Linked DNA regions of Macaca mulatta: region 1 is linked to region 2. A link is a contact called in public Hi-C data. All regions are on one chromosome and are shown on one strand. The core of a region is the stretch at or near the end of the contact, and the rest is flanking DNA. Distances in the headings are between cores, read along the strand shown. Region 1 holds the start of SNX3 (sorting nexin 3). Region 2 holds the start of NR2E1 (nuclear receptor subfamily 2 group E member 1).

Region 1 (5,417 bases), core at 415-2,914, 96 kb before region 2:
GTTGGCCGGGCACGGTGGCTCACGCCTGTACTACCAGCACTTTGGGAGGCTGAGGCAGGCGGATCGGCTGATGTTAGGAGTTCGAGACCAGCCCGGCCAACAAGGCGAAACCCCGTTTCTACTAAAAATACACAAAAGTTAGCTGGGTGTCGTGGCGCACGCCTGTAATCCCAGCTACTCGGGAGGCTGAGGCAGGAGAATCGCTTGAATCCGGAAGGTGGAGATTGCAGTGAGACAAGATGCGCCACTGCACTCCAGCCTGAACGACACAGCGAGACTCCGTCTCAAAAAAAAAAAAAAAGAAAGAAAAGAAAAGGAAAGAAAATTTCAGTTCAAGGGATCAAGGGACAGATCAGGCCGAGCACGGTGGCTTATGCCTGCCATCTCAGTACTTATGGTAGGCTGCGGCGGGAGGATCACTTTGATGCTAGGAGTTGGAGACCAGCCTGGAAATCATAGTGAGATCCCGTCTCCACAAATAATTACTAATAACTTAAAATCTAAAAAAAGGGGGGAGAGGGGAAGATCAGGTTAAAGTAATTATAGGATTAAACTTGACGTATTAAAAAATGCAGAAATAGTTGTGAGACCATACCATTAAGAGGGATAACTCTCCGGACAGAGAGAAAAATGTATCGTATCTCAACATTTAAAATCTGCATTTCCCATTAGACCATGAGAGATGAACTAGGACCTAATTCCTAATTAACTGGGTTTTCTCCCCGTTTCTTTTTTTTTTTTTTTTTTTTTTTTGAGACGAAGTCTCACTCTATTGCCCAGGCTGGAGTGCAACGGCGCGAGCTCGGCTCACTGCAACTTCCGCCTCCTGGGTTCAAGCGATTCTCCTGCCTCAGCCTCCTAAATAGCTGGGATTACAGGCGCACACCACCACGCCCAGCTAATTTTGCATTTTTAAGTAGAGATGGGGTTTCACCATGTGGGCAAGGCTAGTCTCGAATTCCTGACCTCGTGATCCGCCCGCCTCGGCCTCCCAAAGTGCTGGGATTACAGGCATAAGCCACCGTGCCCGGCCTTCCTCCCCGTTTCTGAAAAAGGCTTATGTGAGTTGCATTTCCAGTCCTGTAGAGGTACGTTTAATATTTTCAAAAAAAAAAAAAAAAAAAAACTTACCAGGACTTCGTGAGAAATGAAAGTGGACACCCAAGGCAGCTTGCAGCCGGTCTACTGTTACTTTGTTTTAGCGGGCCGACCTGTCTCCAAATATGGTTTGACCATAATGCTAGAATTTAGCTAGGGCTTTTGTTTTTATTTCACTCCCACACTTTACTGGTTTCAAGTTATCAATCCAGATGGGTGTCTGGTGGAACGCTCAGGTTTATGGCAAAATCATTTCAGGCATTTGTTTAACCCTCTCCAGAAAGGCATTTTCAAGGGTTCACTGTTGGTACAGTTAGTAGGGGCAGTTTTGTTTCGATTTGCTGGCGAATCTCTAAAATCCCCCCGTTTAACTTTCGCCCGCAATTCCTAACGCCGCGAAGGCCGTTTCCGGCGCTCTGCCCCGCCGCAGGCCGAGGCTGGCGCAGAGAGACAGGAAGCACCGCCCCCCGGCGTCTGGGTCCTCGCTTCATCGGCCGCAGCCCCGCGGCGGCGGCGCTCGCGGTGCATTGTGGGCGCTGTAGTCCGGCCGGAACCTGTTTGCAACCGCGAGTCCCATGACACCGCTTCTCCTCACACCCCAACCCGCAGTGCCCCTCCCCAGCCTCGACCGGCCTCCCGGGACCCGAGCGCGGCGTTCCAGCGAGTCAGCTGTTTCTCCCCTGGGCTCGGACGCGGAAGCTTGAGGGGCGCGGGGAGGAGCTTCGCGTGCGGGGTGAACGGCCGCTTTACGTGCTCGTTCGCTTCGCGACCGCTGCGCGCGAGCCCCGTGTCCCCACGGCGGGCAGCAGCGGCGGCGGAGGCTGAACGCGGAGGGGGCGGAGGGAGCCCGTGGCGGCGGCGGCTAGAGCGAAATGGCGGAGACCGTGGCTGACACCCGGCGGCTGATCACCAAGCCGCAGAACCTGAATGATGCCTACGGACCCCCCAGCAACTTCCTCGAGATCGATGTGAGCAACCCGCAGACGGTGGGGGTCGGCCGGGGCCGCTTCACCACTTACGAAATCAGGGTCAAGGTGAGGCCGTCTTTCCCCTCTCCCAAGAAACCCCTCCCGCTGGCTCTGGTCACCCCCCACTCGGCCCAGGAGTGAACCTCCGCGGGCAGCCACAGCCGCCCAGGCCGGGAGCCCCCTTGCAGAGGCTGGCCGGGGTCGTGAGCCAGGGCCCCTCTTCCTGTAGGGCTGGTGTGGGGGGCTGCAGAGCGAGCCCGGCGCCCTAGCACTTGGAGAAGGTGCTCGAAGAGGAGGGCGTGGGTTGAGCGCCGCTTGCCCCTCCAGCAGCTGATCTGGGAATGACATTTGAGTTGGAAAGGGGTAGATCTTTCGAGAACACATCCCTTCACTGGGAAGGGAAGGAGATGTTGACTGAGAGAAGGGGCTTGCGCAAAGTTAAAGCCTTTTCCCAGTTTTCTCTTCCTGGAGACTTCCCAGAGGTAGCAAGCCAAGCCCGCTGCTCCAGGCCCTTCCCGAGCTACTAAAGTAACCTAGGTTGTGTAGTCTTCTAAACGGGACTTAATGAAAGTTCACAGAAGCCTGACAATTTTTGATAGGGCTGAGCCAGACCAGAAGGGTGATTGGACATGGTTGACTTAAGCACTTTGGGCCACCGCCCTGCTAAAGGCTGAAGTGTGGTGTCACTTACCTCATAATCCAAAACTACAGTTGCTTTAAGAAAAGCCTATTTATTTAGAGATCTTGCTGTCTTAATTCGAGATTTGCATTTAACTGAATGAAGAAATCAACAGAAATAAAATATACCTAATTTCACAACTAGTGTTTGTTGGCAATAAATAATTCAGATGATTTGAAAGATATTGAAAATAGTGCTTCACTTTCACTCTATAGTTAAGTATTAAAGAATTTGCCCATGTATGGAAGCATCTTTAAAAATTAATTACATTAACTTAAAGATGACAGCAAATTACTTTATTAAAAATTAAGTATGAGGATTTTGCCTTTAATCAAAATTTATATGACAAGCTACTATTAACATTTAAGTGAAATAATTTCTCATTAACTTACGCACTTTGTGTCGTGAAAAACACAAAACGTGAACTTTGCCATCCTAACCATTTTTAAGTGGACAGCTCAGTAGTATATTCACTTAAGTTGTGAAACTTAAGTATTTTTAAAAAATGATTCTTATGTAGTTAGTATTGATTTTAAAAAGTTAAACTTTAAAATATGAAACGAATAGTTTACTGTTTCAAGCCACTGTTGTCTTCTTATGGATGTGTAAAATGTGAATCATAGGCCGGGCGCGGTGACTCACGCCTGTAATCCCAGCACTTTGGGAGGACCAGGTGGGCGGAACACCGAGGTTGGGAGCCTGATCAGCATGGAGAAACCCTATCTGTACTAGAAATAAAAAATTAGCCGGGTGTGGTGGCGCGTGCCTGTAATCCTAGCTACTCGGGAGGCTGAGGCTGGAGAATCGCTTGATCCAGGGAGGCAGAGGTTGCAGTGAGTCTAGATCGGGCCATTGCATTCCAGCCTGGGCAACAAGAGCGAAACCCTGTCTCTAAATAAATAAATAAAAATTGAATCATAGGCTATGTTGCCATAGGGAAACTGCAAAATCCAGGCTCCAGTACACCTGGGGAACTACATTCCCACATAAACCTAGCGGAAAAGTGAATGTTTTTCTAATTGTAATACCTGACAGATGGTTCACTAAAAAGAACTTCCTCTTTTGCCCTATACACCAGTGTTTTCTTTCTTTTTTTTTTTTTTCTCTTGTGCTAAAACAGAACTTGGTATTCTTGTTTCTAGACTTCCATAGCAGGTACTTCCTGTCACAAAATTGAATTGGAATATCCTGCCTACACTTCCTCCACTTACTAACTTTGAGTTTATCTTGCCGAGTGCATTATATTAAATGGATTCTAGTATAATAACTTAATCCTCTTTTTTTTTTTTTTAAATACAACTAATACCTTAGCAAATAACTGATGTGACGCTTAAAAATGGTTTTTGGGCGTGGTGCAGTGGCTCACGCCTCTCGTCCCAGCACTGTGGGAGGCTGAGGTGCCTTGAGCTCTGAAGTTTGAAACCAGCCTGGGCAACACGTTGAAACCCCTTCTCCACAAAAAAAGAAATTAGCTGGGCATGGTAGTGCGCATGCCTGAGGTCGCAGCTACTCCGGAGGCTGAGGTGGGAGCATCACTTGAGCCCAGAATAGTCATTTGTATGTTAAATAAAATAATATATATATATATTTTTTTGAGATGGAGTCTCGCTCTGTCGCCCAGGTTGGAGTGCAGTGGCGCTATTTTGGCTCACAGCAACCTCCGCCTCCCAGGTTCAAGCAATTCTCCTGCCTCAGCCTCCTGAGTAGCTGGGATTACACGCATACGCCACCATGTCTGGCTAATTTTTGTATTTTTAGTAGAGATGGGGTTTCACCCTGTTGGTCAGGCTGGTCTTGAACTCCTGACCGCGTTATACACCTGCCTTGGCTTCCCGAAGTGCTGGGATTACAGACATGAACCACTGCGCCCGGCCTGAAAATAATCTTTTTTAAGAATGATTAATGAGTCAGAGAACTAACAAATTATACACTTACTTTGGTTTGTATTTTTGTATAAACCAACTCACTGGGTGTTAATAGCTGTTAACAGTCATAAATGCAGGTGCCTATATGAAAACCTAATTGAGTTTTTAATGCATGAAATGCCTTTGGATTTCTTTCTTTCTTTTTTATTTTTTTTGAGACAGAGTCTTGCTCTGTCGCCAGGCTGGAGTGCAGTGGTGCAATCTCGGCCCACTGCAACCTCTGCCTCCCGAGTTAAAGCCATTCTCCTGCCTCAGCCACCCAAGTAGCTGGAACTACAGGCATGCGCCACCATGCCCAGCTAATTTTTGTATTTTTAGTAGACATGGGGTTTCACTGTGTTGACCAGAATGGTCTGGATCCCTTGACCTCATGATTCATCCGCCTTTGCCTCCCAAAGTGCTGGGATTACAGGCGTGAGCCCCCACACCTGGCCTGGATTTCTTTTAGTATGTCATGTGTTAGCTTAAAACTAAGAACACCATATAGTAAGGAAATTAGCCCTTATTTGAGCAGCATATGATTTTTTTAGAGTAATTATAGTCTTGCATTAAGGCAGAGTGGCTATGACATGAATAGTTTAATATTTTGTAATTTTTTTTTTTTTCTTGAGATAAGAGTCCCGCTCTGTAGCCCAGGCTGGAATGCAGTGACGTGATCATGGCTCACTGCAGTCTCAAACTTCAGGGCTCAAGTGTTACCCCCGCCTCAGCCTCCCAGGTAGCTGGGGACTACAGGGTGCTACTACC
Region 2 (5,181 bases), core at 1,468-3,967:
GGACAGGAAGCCCAGGACAGCATCGCTGGAGAACCCGACAAGGGTGGAGGGAAGACCAGTGCAGGGTGGGGGCCCCTCCTCGGACTCCCCCGCCCGAGCTTCCGGACTGTTGCCCCCTAGGCCACCACCAGTGCAAGTCCTGCCTCTGCGCAGACCTCCGAGCCGCGGCTCCTGGGGTAGATTAGAGACAGGCAACCGGGCTGGGGCGGGGCCCAGGAGGGAGGGACGCGAAAATTCCGGGGCATAGCGGGTCTGTGCCTCAGACTCCGCCACCCAGCCACGTTAAGGTGACTTGGGGTCACGAGACAAGCTGGTTGACCCCGTTGCAAAGCTCCTCTCATTTAGCAAGCCGAGTGAGCTCCGACGTGAGGCGAGCCGGAGTTTCCTGAAGCTGGAAAACCGTTCTTAACTTCCCTCGCCAGGGGGTCCCCTCGGGGCTTTTTGTGTGTCATAATTGCCTAAAGATATATGGCAGCTTCGATTACTGTAATTACCATCAGAGGCTGTTGAAAGAAGTTAGTCTGGGCTGCAGGGGTGACTGGCCAGGGTCTCGTTACCACCCAGGCGGGGCTCCGGGTGACATCGCTCTGCTCTCCAGCCGCGAGAAGCTGGGCAAGGCGGGGGCTGCAGCTCTGGCTGCTCGACCCAGTCCTGACCCGGCCCGCTGCGCGCCGACCTCCTCGCCGCCCCGGGCCCGAGGGACGCAGGTCTCGGGTTGGCTGCCGCCACCGGTTTGGAAAGGGCCTAGATGCAGCGGCGCCACGGGCGGGGGCCTCTGTCCTGCGGGCCTGAGAAAGCTCAGCAGCCGCGTCCCGACCTGAGCCGGGGCTGGAGGCTTCCAAGGCCTCCCTCAGGCTCTTGGGAAGTTGGAACGGCCAAAGTTTCCGCAATGAGCCCACTGTGGTTTTTCCCCCAAAGTCTGGAGGGTTGGCCTGCCTCCTAGTCCACAGCAGGGGCGCAGCCGCAGGCGGGCAGAGCTCCCCGCTCACCCCTCCCTCGCCTCTGAGGCCTCACCTTTCAAGGGCCCCAGCGGCTCCGCACCCTGAAATGGACGAAAGAGCCCGGTGCTCCTTACTTCCAGGGGTGTAGGCGAGGGCCTGTCCCGGGGCGAGCGAGCTAGGAGGCCTGCCGAGACCCGCGGGCTTCAGTTTTTGCAATGGAGGCTCAGAATGCAACAGAAACGGCCTCCTGTACCTCCTGGGAAGGACACTCACGCCCGGGAATGCGGGCAACAAAAATCGAGGTCGCTTTGCCTCCTGGAAATTCCAACAGCGAGGGTCAGAGTAGGCCCGAGCCTAACGGGAAACTCAGTCCTGCGCCAGGGTCCGCTCTGCATTCAGGCCGCGGTTAGGGCTCCTTCTCTGCTCCCTCTGCCCCAGCTCGAAACATTTCTCCTTCTCTTTTTGTTCACGTTCATTTTACTCTAATTTTTAAAAGATCAGCACCCAAAGCAAAACCAACGGACAAAGTGAAAACACAACCTCCTTCTTGGAAGGGGGTAGGAGGGCGGGAATTGCATCCCACTTAAGTGAGACTTCATTACCAGTCCTCAGAAGTATCTCCGATTCTCCCAACTTTCAAAGACTCAGGACAATGAGGGCGAGTGAAAGGGGGAGGGGGCGGGAAGGAACGCATAGAGCGCCAAAAATGCTATCCGCGAAAACAACACCGGCAGCAGGGCAACTTCGGGATATGGGGACTGCGGCGGCAACGGTCGTCCCCAGCCTCAGACCCTGGAGCCCTCAGCCGTGGGCCACGGGATGGCGGGAACTGAAATGCCCCCGGGAGATCTGAGCACCGTGGTTGCGCCTGCTCAGCGCTGGCTCGGGCCTGCACATTCTTGGGTTCCGCAGGCACGGTGCAAGCAAATGCCCTCGCACACACACTTAGCCCGGCGCTCCTGAGTCTCGGGGTGGTGAGAGGTCAGCTGCGGCCTGGGGTTCGGAGAGCCGGCAACTAAGGAAGTTCGAGGAAGGAGAGAAGCGCACGGAGTGAGCAGGCCGAGCACTCCTGCCTCTGCTGGGCTCCGGCTCGAAAAGTCCTTGGGATTAGGGATTTGGTCCTCTCTTTGCTAGAGTGGTTCGCCATACTTTAAATTCCCCAGTTATGACCTACGCGGATTTAGGATTAAGGAAAATGTGACTTTTAAATTGTTTCTGCTTCCCAGTTTGCAGGATTATTTGAAATAGCTAGAAACGGGGTGCAAAGCATTCCATTCAAAATCCGCTTTGCACAGAGTTGCTTTTGCGCGCTGGAGCTCGGAGTTTTGAGCGAGTGTGTTATTGTGCTATTGCCTGAAACTGCGGCCCAGTTCCCGCCCCCATGGCTCCCCCCACCCAGCACCTGGCGGCTAAATGTAGGCAACTCATCCGACTGGTGGGCTGCGCGGGTCGTAACCTTCTCACCGCACCAGACAGGGGGGATCAAGCAATCCAGAGGCAACGAAACAGCTCTCCCCTCACCACGAAATGCTCCAACTCACGGTCTACAGGGCTGGGCCGAACGCACACGCCCGTTGGAGTCCCGGGGCTCGGAGTCGCAGCGCTCCAGGCAGGACCTCCCCAGCCTCCCTGCTCGCCCGCCCCAGGCTGCGCGTCTAGGCCCCACGGCGGCCGGAGAGGTACCCACTTGTTGATCCGGCCGGCTTGCTCATGCTGGCTGTCCCGGGGCGGAGCGGTTGGTGGGCGCTGCCCGAGTCCCGGCCGGCAGCGCCCGCCTCGCCGCTCGGCGCCGCCGCTCTCCAGCCGCCCTCCAGCCTGCAAGGCTCCTGGGCAGGACAGGTGGGTGTCAGTCGCGCGCTGCGCTGCTCCCTGGGCGCTCAGAATTCGTTCCACAGTAGAAATTTAAGCATCCTTAAGTTTCTTCCCGGCTCTTGCAAAACCGCAGCTGCTGGGAATGCTGCTTGATATGGACACACACATGGACCGACAGATGAAAAGATGGACAGGAAGACTGAGGAAGAAGGGAGAACAGCAAGAGAGGGATGTTGAAGGACAGAGATGGAGACAGGAAAATGGCCTTCCTACGGAGCGAAATCCCTCTTTTTCCCCATTCCTGTCACTCAGTCTTCAATCTCTCCCTCTACATAGGTATGCAGAGTGTGGGCAATCTCTGCCGACCGCTGGTCTCCCAAGGAAAGAAGGAAAACACAACCGCAGTCTCAGAGGCAGACGGGCTCCGCGCTGCCGGAACCCGAGCGCAGAGTGGGGTAACTAGATTGCTGGGAAATCTTCCGAGGGAAGAGGCGGCCAGGTCCGGGTTTCCGGGGAGAGCCGCGCACGCAGCGGCGAAGGGTCCCCGAAGTTCATTACCCCGTGACTTTGTGCCTGTCGCTGCGGGCTGGGTCCCCTGTAATATCTCCAGAAGCGCTCTGACAGGCAGCCGCGGGGAGGGGAATAGGGCGTCCCTGGCCCACTTAGCTTTTCCCCCAACTCCTGGCGGGGTCTGACGTCAGCCATGTGCGGGGAGGGGATGGGAAGAGGGAGGGGGTTAAATGCTAATGATATTAATGAACCTCCAAGCGGCTCCCAAAGAAAATGCAGGCGCTCTCGGAGCTTACGAGTTAGAAAGTGTGAATACGGGAGTGTGGCTCTGTGCGTGCGTGATGGTGAGGACGGTGCGGCTCGTAATAAAAATGAATTCGTATATTTCACGGCAAGAAGGAAGGGGAGGGGTGACGGGGCTTTCTCAAAACGCTTTTCCCCCTCTCTCCAGAGTGCCAGATAGATTCGCGGAAGAAATTGGGTGGCTCTGTGCTGGCGTGTGATTGTGCGCGCCGGTCACGGCCATGTGAGTTGGTTCATTCTTGGTCCCGTGCCCCTTCTGTTGGGTAAAACTTGGATCTGGCCCGAGGTGAGTAATTTACTCATTTTGCACATATCTACGGAAAGTCAGGGCTGAGGATGGGGTCTTCCGGAGGTTGCGCGTTCCTTCGGCCTTCGCGAGGTGGGTTTGGTCTCCAGCTGAGGGGAGGGTACCGCCAGCTTCCCCAAGCGGAGCTGGCCCATCCGACGCTGAACGAATCTCTTGTCGGCTCCATTATCTGCACCGGGGCGGCAGGAGGGCAGAGCGTTCCCTCCCGCGGCTTGTCCTCTGCGGGCATCGCGGGTTCCGGCTCTCCGGGCGGAGGGATCATGAAGAGCGGGTCTCATCCCTTACCCTGGCCCCATTCCGTTTGCTTTCCCGCGGTTCCTGAGCTCTCTCGCGCCTTGCTCTGTGCGCAGTGCTGGGAGAGCGCATGCCGAGGGAGCGATGATCCCCGATCTCTAAGAGATTAATTCTATTTAAGCTCTCTCGGCAGCTTGAACTTGTCGAACAAGAGCTTCCCAGTCTCTGCTCAGGGCGTGGGCCCGGCCAGAGGTCAGAGGTTACACCTCCCGCCCTCCGCTCGACGTTAGCTGGGAGGGGAGCTGTGGCCCCCGCTCTGCAATTCCGCCAGCCCACCCCCGGTCCCTCTTTCTCCAGACTCAGTGTCATCCCCGGCTTTCAATCAGAGTTTGCCTGTGCGTGCAAGTGAATGCTGGAGTCCCCCGAGCCCTGGGAGGGCGCAGCAGGTCCTCCGCCCGGGCGTCCCAGGGGGAGAGGGCTGTGCGCTCCCGTGGGCTGCGATAGCACGTGATTGCAACTTTCTGCCCAGCCTTGGCTTGGCCTCGAGCTCGGGGTCGCTCACACCACACACACCAGAGCCTGTGTCCTCCCGAGTGGAGCGCCGCCACGAAGGCTGGGGTCCGCTGGAAAGAGCAAGATGGGGGACCTTTATCTCTCAAGTTATTCCCTCCTCCTCCGTTTTCCGAATTGGGACGAGATTGGGGAATTGTGGGACGAGGCCATAGGCGCGTAGGGTTTTATTAGGTGACAGGATGAAAAATCAGCGTTTTTTACAGCCAACTTGTACAGCTGCTTGTGGAGCTAGCCCGACCGGCGGCGTGGCACTTTCTCGAACTCGGCGCACAGAGAGGGGAGGAATTTCGGGCAGGATTTGAGAAACACAATAAGATACCAGGCTTCGTTTGGAATCCTCAGGTTCTGGTTCACGCCAGAAATCCACTTACTTCAGCCACCACCACCACCACCCCCATAACGCGGACGCGAAAGACGGTGCTTGGTTAAGGACAAAGAACTTCAAGGGTGGAACTAATTTATCTCAGGCGAAGATGAGGGCAGTTTGGGGGGTGGTGACTA

What was found. A called contact is a pair of places that touch in the nucleus more often than the background predicts.
Region 1: a Hi-C map of fetal cortex germinal zone shows a contact between it and region 2, with 2.1 times the contacts expected there. The contact joins the promoter of SNX3 here to the promoter of NR2E1 in region 2. A contact is called at or near these places in 3 of 14 Hi-C or Micro-C datasets (blood, fetal cortex germinal zone and fetal cortical plate).

The regions. Positions count from the first base shown.
Region 1 is chr4:13,371,789-13,377,205 of T2T-MMU8v2.0, reverse strand. It overlaps SNX3 (sorting nexin 3), which reads left to right and starts at 1,664. Exons shown (of 4, transcript NM_001257953.1): 1 at 1,664-2,132. The coding sequence starts at 1,971.
Region 2 is chr4:13,276,807-13,281,987 of T2T-MMU8v2.0, reverse strand. NR2E1 (nuclear receptor subfamily 2 group E member 1) reads right to left here and starts at 2,717. Exons shown (of 9, transcript NM_001265967.2): 1 at 2,629-2,717. The coding sequence starts at 2,653.